Regions from separate parts of the Pan troglodytes genome. Here region 2 is linked to region 1. The links are chromatin contacts, called in public HiChIP or PLAC-seq maps. All regions are on one chromosome and are shown on one strand. Each heading gives the region's core, a stretch centred on a gene start, on an enhancer-like site or on the middle of the called end of the contact. The rest is flanking DNA. Distances are from core to core; before and after follow the strand shown.

Region 1 (3,788 bases), core at 620-3,119:
GGGAAATGTAGGCCCAGGTCCCGGGCGGCACCGCAGCGCGCAGCGCGAGCCCATTGGTCCAATTTCCCAGGAACCGCTCTGAGCCCGGCGAGGCGGCGCTCAGTAAAATGACCCGAAAACGATCCCCGACTAAGCGGCTCTTTATCCCACAGCAAAACGGCTTTCTTAAGACCCATATGGTATTATCTGGATCCCTTGGCCTGAAATTTTTGAATGAGGTTAGGGTTTTGCATTTCTGAATCGAAGCAACTATTGATTAGCCTGGAATCCCGACCTAAAGCAAAGGAAATCACAAGTATGAAGGCGTCGTCAGTCGGATAAACACTAGTACTCTGCATGTGTAAAGCCACTCTCGTCTCCTGAAAAAAGGCCATGTCCAACGTCAGTAAAACAAGAATAGGAGGAAAAGGCACAGGGGAAAGGTACAAGGAAATCTCTGAGAGCTTTGTTCTTGTTTAAAGATGTTTGGCAAAGTCATGAGGCGTTAAAGGGTAAAGACGAGGGTTTGTGCATTCAATTCAAGGCTTCTTTACATGCCTTTACGTGCCAATGGGAAGAAATAGATATTAAACCAGACTTGAACCCAGCTCTCGAGTTGATAGCCAGGTACATGGTTATTCTAACATCCGAAAAACTGAGACAAGTTCTGTGGTAGTATATGCCTTAAAAAAAAAGAAACGAGGGGGGGGACTCCGGGATGATTTTGTTGTCCTAGAACAGTGACCACAGCCTCACACTCTGCAGGAAAAGACTGGGTCGCAAACAAGTCAGAGGCAAACCCAGAAAGGGAACTGGGGGCCCTAATCCTATAAACGGAATTAAGGGTGTAAACGGTGAGCGATGCCTGGGAGTGGGGTACCTTGCAGAGCATACCGGGGGTTGTAGTCGGGGACATTCCACAGCACCGCCCCCGCCCGGACTCCCGGCGCTCCAGGTGGAGACAGCAGCTTGACCCCGCCTCCCGCGAGCGACCCTACATGAATATGAGGCTAGCGCCCCCTTTTCTGAGCCTTAGAGTTTCCAAGAGCAACGGGGAGAGGGAGGGGGGGCTTCGCAGTTACCCTGGAGACGCGCTCTCGCCCGCCCCCAGCCGCGGGATGCCCTAGATGTCCTTATTAGGACAAGAGACTCGAGGGGGCGGGGCCAGCCCGACAGCCGACTTGAGGCTCCTTATAAGGCCGCGGCGGGCGGGAGGCGGGAGCCGGAGCCCATTGGTCCAATTTAGCTTGGCTGGGGCTACTGCGCCGTGGGCTAGGCACAGTCCTGAGGGGCGGGACTGGAGCTCTGGCGCCCACCTCTCCCTTCCTCGCAGGCTGGAGACCTGCGTGTTGAGACTTCCGGCATAGCAGCTAGAGGCCGGGTGCTGCTTCAAACCCTGGCGGGTCGCCTGTGTCCAACTCAGCTATACGTGTCCTTCAGGCTTCTCAGGTTGAAGCCCTTTGTAGGGTTTCCATCTTCAACCTCCCTGAGGGTCTCCCACTTCCGATTAGCCACAAAAATGACGAAGTGTTCTCCCCTCTACCTGTGTCTGGGCTTCTTAACCCGCAGCCTGCTCCTCCGCTCCCAAACCCAACCGCGTGCCCATCTCAGGCCTCCCCAACTGCCAGGATGCCCAAGCACCTCTTACTTACAGTCCTCCTTCCTCTAGGCCTCTGACCCCCGACATTCCGAGTTCTATTTTGGGCCTTCTCGGCACGTCCCCGACTTCCTCTCCACCACACACTCTTTGCCCTGTATCCCGGGGATGAGGATCACCATCTCCTCCAAGGGTCCTGCAGCTCCTCCTGCCTTACCTTTGTGTCCTCATCCCCGGCACCCATTTCTGGGTGTCCCTCCCACCAATACGTTTGCACCCGTTTGTCTCCTAGCCCCCGCCTCTCCTGGACTCTTTTCAAGACCAGTCTCCATCTCCAGCCTCCTTCAAGCTTGAGGCTGAAGCTGACAATCTTAAGAGACCTTAGAGCCGCCAAGCTCAGGTTAGTTCGTTAAGCGCCGCCCAGCCAGTCCTCCCCGTCACAGGGGGCGCTGTCCGCCTTCCTCTCGCCTACACAAAGACCCCGCTCTCGAATCTGGGTTGACAGGAAGGAGCCGGTCCAGGCTCCGGGGGCTGGGAATGGGCGCGTCTCAAAGGCTGGCTGGAGTGGAGCCAAGGGAAAAGATCGTTAGAGACAGCGCCCCTGACCAACCACTTAGAGCAGCGCAGGGGTGGGAGGGCGGCCGCAGGCTCTCCTCTCGTTAGTGCCCCCTGTGTTTGGGGCCCCGTGATCTCAACGGTCCTGCCCTCGGTCTCCCTCTTCCCCCGCCCCGCCCTGGGCCAGGTGTTCCAATCCCGACTCCAGAACTGGCGGCGTCCCAGTCCCGCGGGCGTGGAGCGCCGGAGGACCCGCCCTCGGGCTCATGGCGGCCCCGGTCCGCCTGGGCCGGAAGCGCCCGCTGCCTGCCAGTCCCAACCCGCTCTTCGTTCGCTGGCTGACCGAGTGGCGGGACGAGGCGACCCGCAGCAGGCGCCGCACGCGCTTCGTGTTTCAGAAGGTGGGTCCTGGCGTGGCCCGATGGGAAAAGCTGCTGGCCAGGTCAGGCCTGCCCTGACCAGGTACCCTACCCCTGCCCGGCCAGGCGCTGCGTTCCCTCCGACGGTACCCACTGCCGCTGCGCAGCGGGAAGGAAGCTAAGATCCTACAGCACTTCGGAGACGGGCTCTGCCGGATGCTGGACGAGCGGCTGCAGCGGCACCGAACATCGGGCGGTGAGCGCCTCGGAAAGGGGTCGGTGATCCCCTACCTCCCCCAGGTGGAGCCTCCGTACTCTCCTGGGAGCCCTTGGCTTAAAGCTCCCCACTCCTGTCCCAGTTGCCGTTCGGCCTAGGGCTAGTGGCTGGCGCTCCCTGAGCCTCCCTCACCGGTCTCACGTAACCATCTGAGTAGGTTGCATCCCAGATCCTCGCAGCTGCCGGATTCGTGGAGTGTGGAGTTAACTCTTTTCTCTCCCGCAGGTGACCATGCCTCGGACTCACTATCTGGAGAGAACAGTCCAGCCCCGCAGGGGCGACCTGCGGAAGTCCAGGACTCTTCCGTGCCAGTGAGGAAGGGGCAAGGGGAGTGGAAGGCAAAGTGGGAGTGCGGGAGTATGATTTTCTGGCTTGGGGGATTTGGCAAGCCTGAGTCCAAATCTCACCAGTGATGCCTGGCCTTGAGCAAATGACTTATCCTCTTTTCGACTTAGTATTTTAACCTGTGAATAGAAATATTGGTAACAGCCAATGAGAGAATTCCATGATCAAGCTACTTAGGGAGCCCAGCTCAGTTAGTTACGGGGTCACCATTATTAAGTTTTCCTGTCTAATTACACCTGTCCTGCAGCGCATGGTAGAAGTGAGGCCAGGCTGGGCAGACACCCCCACCCACTGCCCCGAAACTGCCTGCTGTTTTATCCCAGATTTGCAGCGGATCATCCCATCACCTGGCCCATTTTACAGAGAAGGAAACTGAGAGACAACTGAGTGACTTACCCAGGGCCACAAAGCCTGCTGGGGACTTATTCAAAGATGACTGGCTGGCTTTCATGTTCAGAACTCCTCTGTACCTTTCAGGTTCCCGCCCAGCCCAAAGCGGGAGGCTCTGGCAGCTACTGGCCAGCTCGGCACTCAGGAGCCCGAGTGATACTGCTGGTGCTCTACCGGGAGCACCTGGTGAGCACTGGGCTACACCGCGAGGCAGAACCATGGCAGTGGGGTGGGAGGTTCCCCGAGGGGCCTGGCCCAGGCAGGGCAGGCAAAGATTATCCCAGCC
Region 2 (3,371 bases), core at 44-2,543, 420 kb after region 1:
CTTTCCCCAAGGTAGCACATCTGGCTCACTCCCCACTCCGTCTCTGGAGCCCACCAGGGACGGCCCTCATCCCCTGCCGCTACTTCTCTGGGGAATGTGGGTTCCATCCAGGATTGGGGGCCTCTCTGCTCACCCACTCTGCACCCAGGATCCTAGTCCCCTGCCCTCTGGCACAGCTGCTTCCTGCAAGAAAGCAAGTCTTTGGTCTCCCTGAGAAGCCATGTCCCTCGTGCTGTCTCTTGCCTGTCCCACCTGTGCCCTGCCCTCCAGCTTGTATTTAAGTCCCTGGGCTGCCCCCTTGGGGTGCCCCCCGCTCCCAGGTTCCCCTCTGGTGTCATGTCAGGCATTTTGCAAGGAAAAGCCACTTGGGGAAAGATGGAAAAGGACAAAAAATTAATAAATTTCCATTGGCCCTCGGGTGAGCTGAGGGTTTTTGCAAGGAAGTTGTGGTGGCCAAGTGTGGTCTGTGGTCTAAGCCCAGCCTTGGGGTGGGGGGATGGAACTGGAACCCTGGGCTAGGTGGGGTGCACGGGGGTCCTGGCTTGGTTTCTGTGACCTAAGGCTGCTGGCAAAAGCCCTTGACCCCGTTTCCTGGGGCCAGGAAAGCTGCTTGTGCTTCTGTGGTCTGTCCCCAAGGGCCCAGCACCGTTCTGTCAGGGAAAGAGGCAGGCGGCCATCAGCTCATACCTGGCGTGCCGCCGCCAACTCCCGCGGGGCACACGGCAGAGGTGTGGGGTCGCGCAGCCGCTGAGAGGGCCCCCACTGCACCTGGCCCAACCTCCTCCAGCGCCCCCCAAAACCCCACTGCCCCCATTCAGCCCCTGTCCTGGCGTCATTGTGTGTCCCAGCCAGGTGCTTCTGCCGTCTCCGACAGTGACAAGTGCCTCGCACTTCAGCCTTTGCCCTGAGCGCCCGCCCGAGGGGGCCGAGTGCGGCTGTGCCGGTGGCTGGAGTGCCGAGGGGTGCGGGGTGCCGGGGGCGGCCGCGTCTACGCTGTCCGGAGGGTGAACGGCCGCGGGCTTGTCGGGGCTGGGGGTGGCGCCCGAGCCGGGCGGGCAGACGAGGGGCCCGCGGAGACCCAGCCCCGCCCGAGGCCGCTCGCGCGGCGGCCCCGCCCCCGGCTCCGCCCCGCCGGCTTCGCGGGCTGGAGAGCGAGGGAGCCGCGGGCGAGGGATCGCAGGATGAGCGATCGGGGCCCGGGCAGCCGGCAACGGACGCGCCCCCCGAGCCCACCGGCCCGCGCCCCGCGCCCCCCACGGCCCCGCGGTCCCGGTCCCGGCCGCATCACCCACGTCCCCCGAGCCCCACGGGACATGCCCGGCCGGCCCTAAGCGCGGGCCGGGGGGCGTCCCCTTGCGCCCGGGCCCCGCGCTGGCGCCCCCCGGGCCGCCGCCCGGCGCGGGGGCCATGGCGTTCACCTTCGCCGCGTTCTGCTACATGCTCACCCTGGTGCTGTGCGCCTCCCTCATCTTCTTTGTCATCTGGCACGTAAGGCCGGGCTGGGGCTGGGGGCGGGGTGGGGGGCAGGGGCCACGCGGAGCTGGAGGGACCCAGGGCGGGTGGTCTCAGAGCCCAGGGGAAACTTGCTATCCCCCAGCCGTCGGCTTGTCGGCTTCGCCCCCATTAACACCCCCCGTGGTCGGCTTTCTTCCCGGGGCCCCCCTTCCTCCGCCGCCCCCGCCTGTCTGTGTGTATGTCAGTCGGTCTCTGACCCCCTCCTCTGCCCTCGTCCTCTGCTCCCATGCAGCCCGTGAGGTGGGGGGTGGAATTCTGGCATTTTTGTTCCTTTATCTTCTATGTCCCCCCCCACCACCATCCAGCCGCCTCCATTAGTCCATCCGGCAGTTTGTCTGTCTGCTGCCCCCCACCCTTTGTGGGTTTTTCCAGCCAGAGTGATGGAGCTGGTTGCTATGGCAACTGCATCTGTTTACAGGACCCACAGATCTCAGAGTCCATTAACCCTTTGCCTTCCCAGCCCCCTCCCTGACCAAGCAGCAGTTGGCTCTCATCAGCCCCCAGAGACCTAGCCCCCACCACCGGCTCACCTTGGGTTTCCCTACTCCTCCTGTTGGGGGCTTCCCAGCCCCCCAGGTTTCCTCTCCATTTTCCAGCTTCCCTCCTCTTCCTGTCCCCCTTCCCCTTTCTCTCTCACATACCCCTTGGTCTGTCCCTCGCCCTGGCCTAGCCTCACACCTGATTCTTCAAAATGTCCATTCCTCATCCTGCATCCGACCCATTGCTTCCCCCAGGCTCCCTCCTCCTCCCCTCCCGCCCCTCTCCTCCAGGGCCTCCTCTGCCTGGCTCCCGTCCCCTCACTACAGAACTATCAATCAGCCTCCAGCTGGTTGTTGGGGGCCCCTGGCCCCACTTTACTGCCCTCCGTCCCCACCCCCACCCAAACCCCGTGCCTGTTTCTGTAACAGCCTGCCCAGCTCGGCCCTGGCTGGCTCAGCTCAGCATCCTCTGCTCACACCTCCCGCGCACACCTCCCTGATTGTCATTCCCTTTCAGGGGTCCTCTCATCCCTCCCTCAATCCCATTTCCCATAGCCCTTCCCTCCTTCCTCCCGGTGCCTCACCTGCTTCTTTCCCGGGCTCCCCACTTCCTCTCTCCTTTCTCTTCCTGGGACCTGCCGCCTGCTCTATGGTTCCCCCTGCGCTCCCTTTGCCATCCCCTGCCACCTTGCTCTTTGACATCAGGAATCCATAGACTGACTGAACCCCTACTGTGTGAAGAGTGAGCCCCCAAAGGCACCTCAGCACACACCCCAGCTCCAGCCCTGTCACTCCTTGGCCTGGCTCTGCTCTCTCTCTGGGTCTTGGTTGCTTTGTCTTTCCCCCTCTCCCCCGCACCCCGAGTTACTCTATTTTTCTTTCTGTGGGGTAGGGGCAGGAGGGCTAGGGTTCTAAGGACTGGAGGGAGCTGGGGGCCACAGGCTAGGGAATGCAGAGCTGACCAGCTCCTGGGAGAAGGGCTCCTGGAATTCAAGAAGCCCCTTTTTGGGGCCTTCCCCACCCAGGGCCTTCCCACAGCCCCTGTGGGGTCCCTGTCCTCAGGGGATTCTCAGCAGTTTATCCACCACGCCTGCATTGATGCTTCCCAAAGATCAGGCTCTGGGTGGCTTTGAGGGGGTCAAGGATGAATAAAACCCAGACTTTGCCCTTGTGGAGTGCCCAGGCTGGGAGGAAAGGCCCAAGCTTTGAAGAAATGTCTTTGTTCATTCAACAGATATTGATTGAGCACTTATGTGAGGTACTCTGTCCACTCAGCCATTTAGCTGGACAATCTTAGCAAGTCATTTGTCCCAAGTCTGGTTCCTCGCCGGCAAAGTGGACCTGTGCACATCAGAGTGCCTAGTGCGGCCTGCTGGG

Evidence for each region. HiChIP or PLAC-seq counts read pairs in DNA pulled down with a chosen protein or histone mark.
Region 2: an H3K4me3 HiChIP or PLAC-seq map of stem cell-derived excitatory neurons shows a contact between it and region 1, with 2.3 times the contacts expected there. The contact joins the promoter of CNIH2 here to the promoter of CFL1 in region 1. A contact is called at or near these places in 1 of 7 Hi-C or Micro-C datasets (stem cell-derived neural progenitor cells) and 1 of 1 datasets of contacts at active chromatin or transcription factors (stem cell-derived excitatory neurons).

What each region holds. Positions count from the first base shown.
Region 1 is chr9:68,184,642-68,188,429 of NHGRI_mPanTro3-v2.0_pri, forward strand. It overlaps CFL1 (cofilin 1), which reads right to left and starts at 1,870. Exons shown (of 4, transcript XM_054661407.2): 1 at 1,632-1,870. It overlaps MUS81 (MUS81 structure-specific endonuclease subunit), which reads left to right and starts at 1,116. Exons shown (of 18, transcript NM_001280496.1): 1 at 1,116-1,428; 2 at 1,869-1,976; 3 at 2,319-2,532; 4 at 2,617-2,746; 5 at 2,993-3,078; 6 at 3,590-3,688. The coding sequence starts at 2,398.
Region 2 is chr9:68,606,303-68,609,673 of NHGRI_mPanTro3-v2.0_pri, forward strand. It overlaps CNIH2 (cornichon family AMPA receptor auxiliary protein 2), which reads left to right and starts at 1,294. Exons shown (of 6, transcript XM_063783117.1): 1 at 1,294-1,488. The coding sequence starts at 1,408. RAB1B (RAB1B, member RAS oncogene family) reads left to right here. Exons shown (of 6, transcript XM_009423503.4): 6 at 1-443.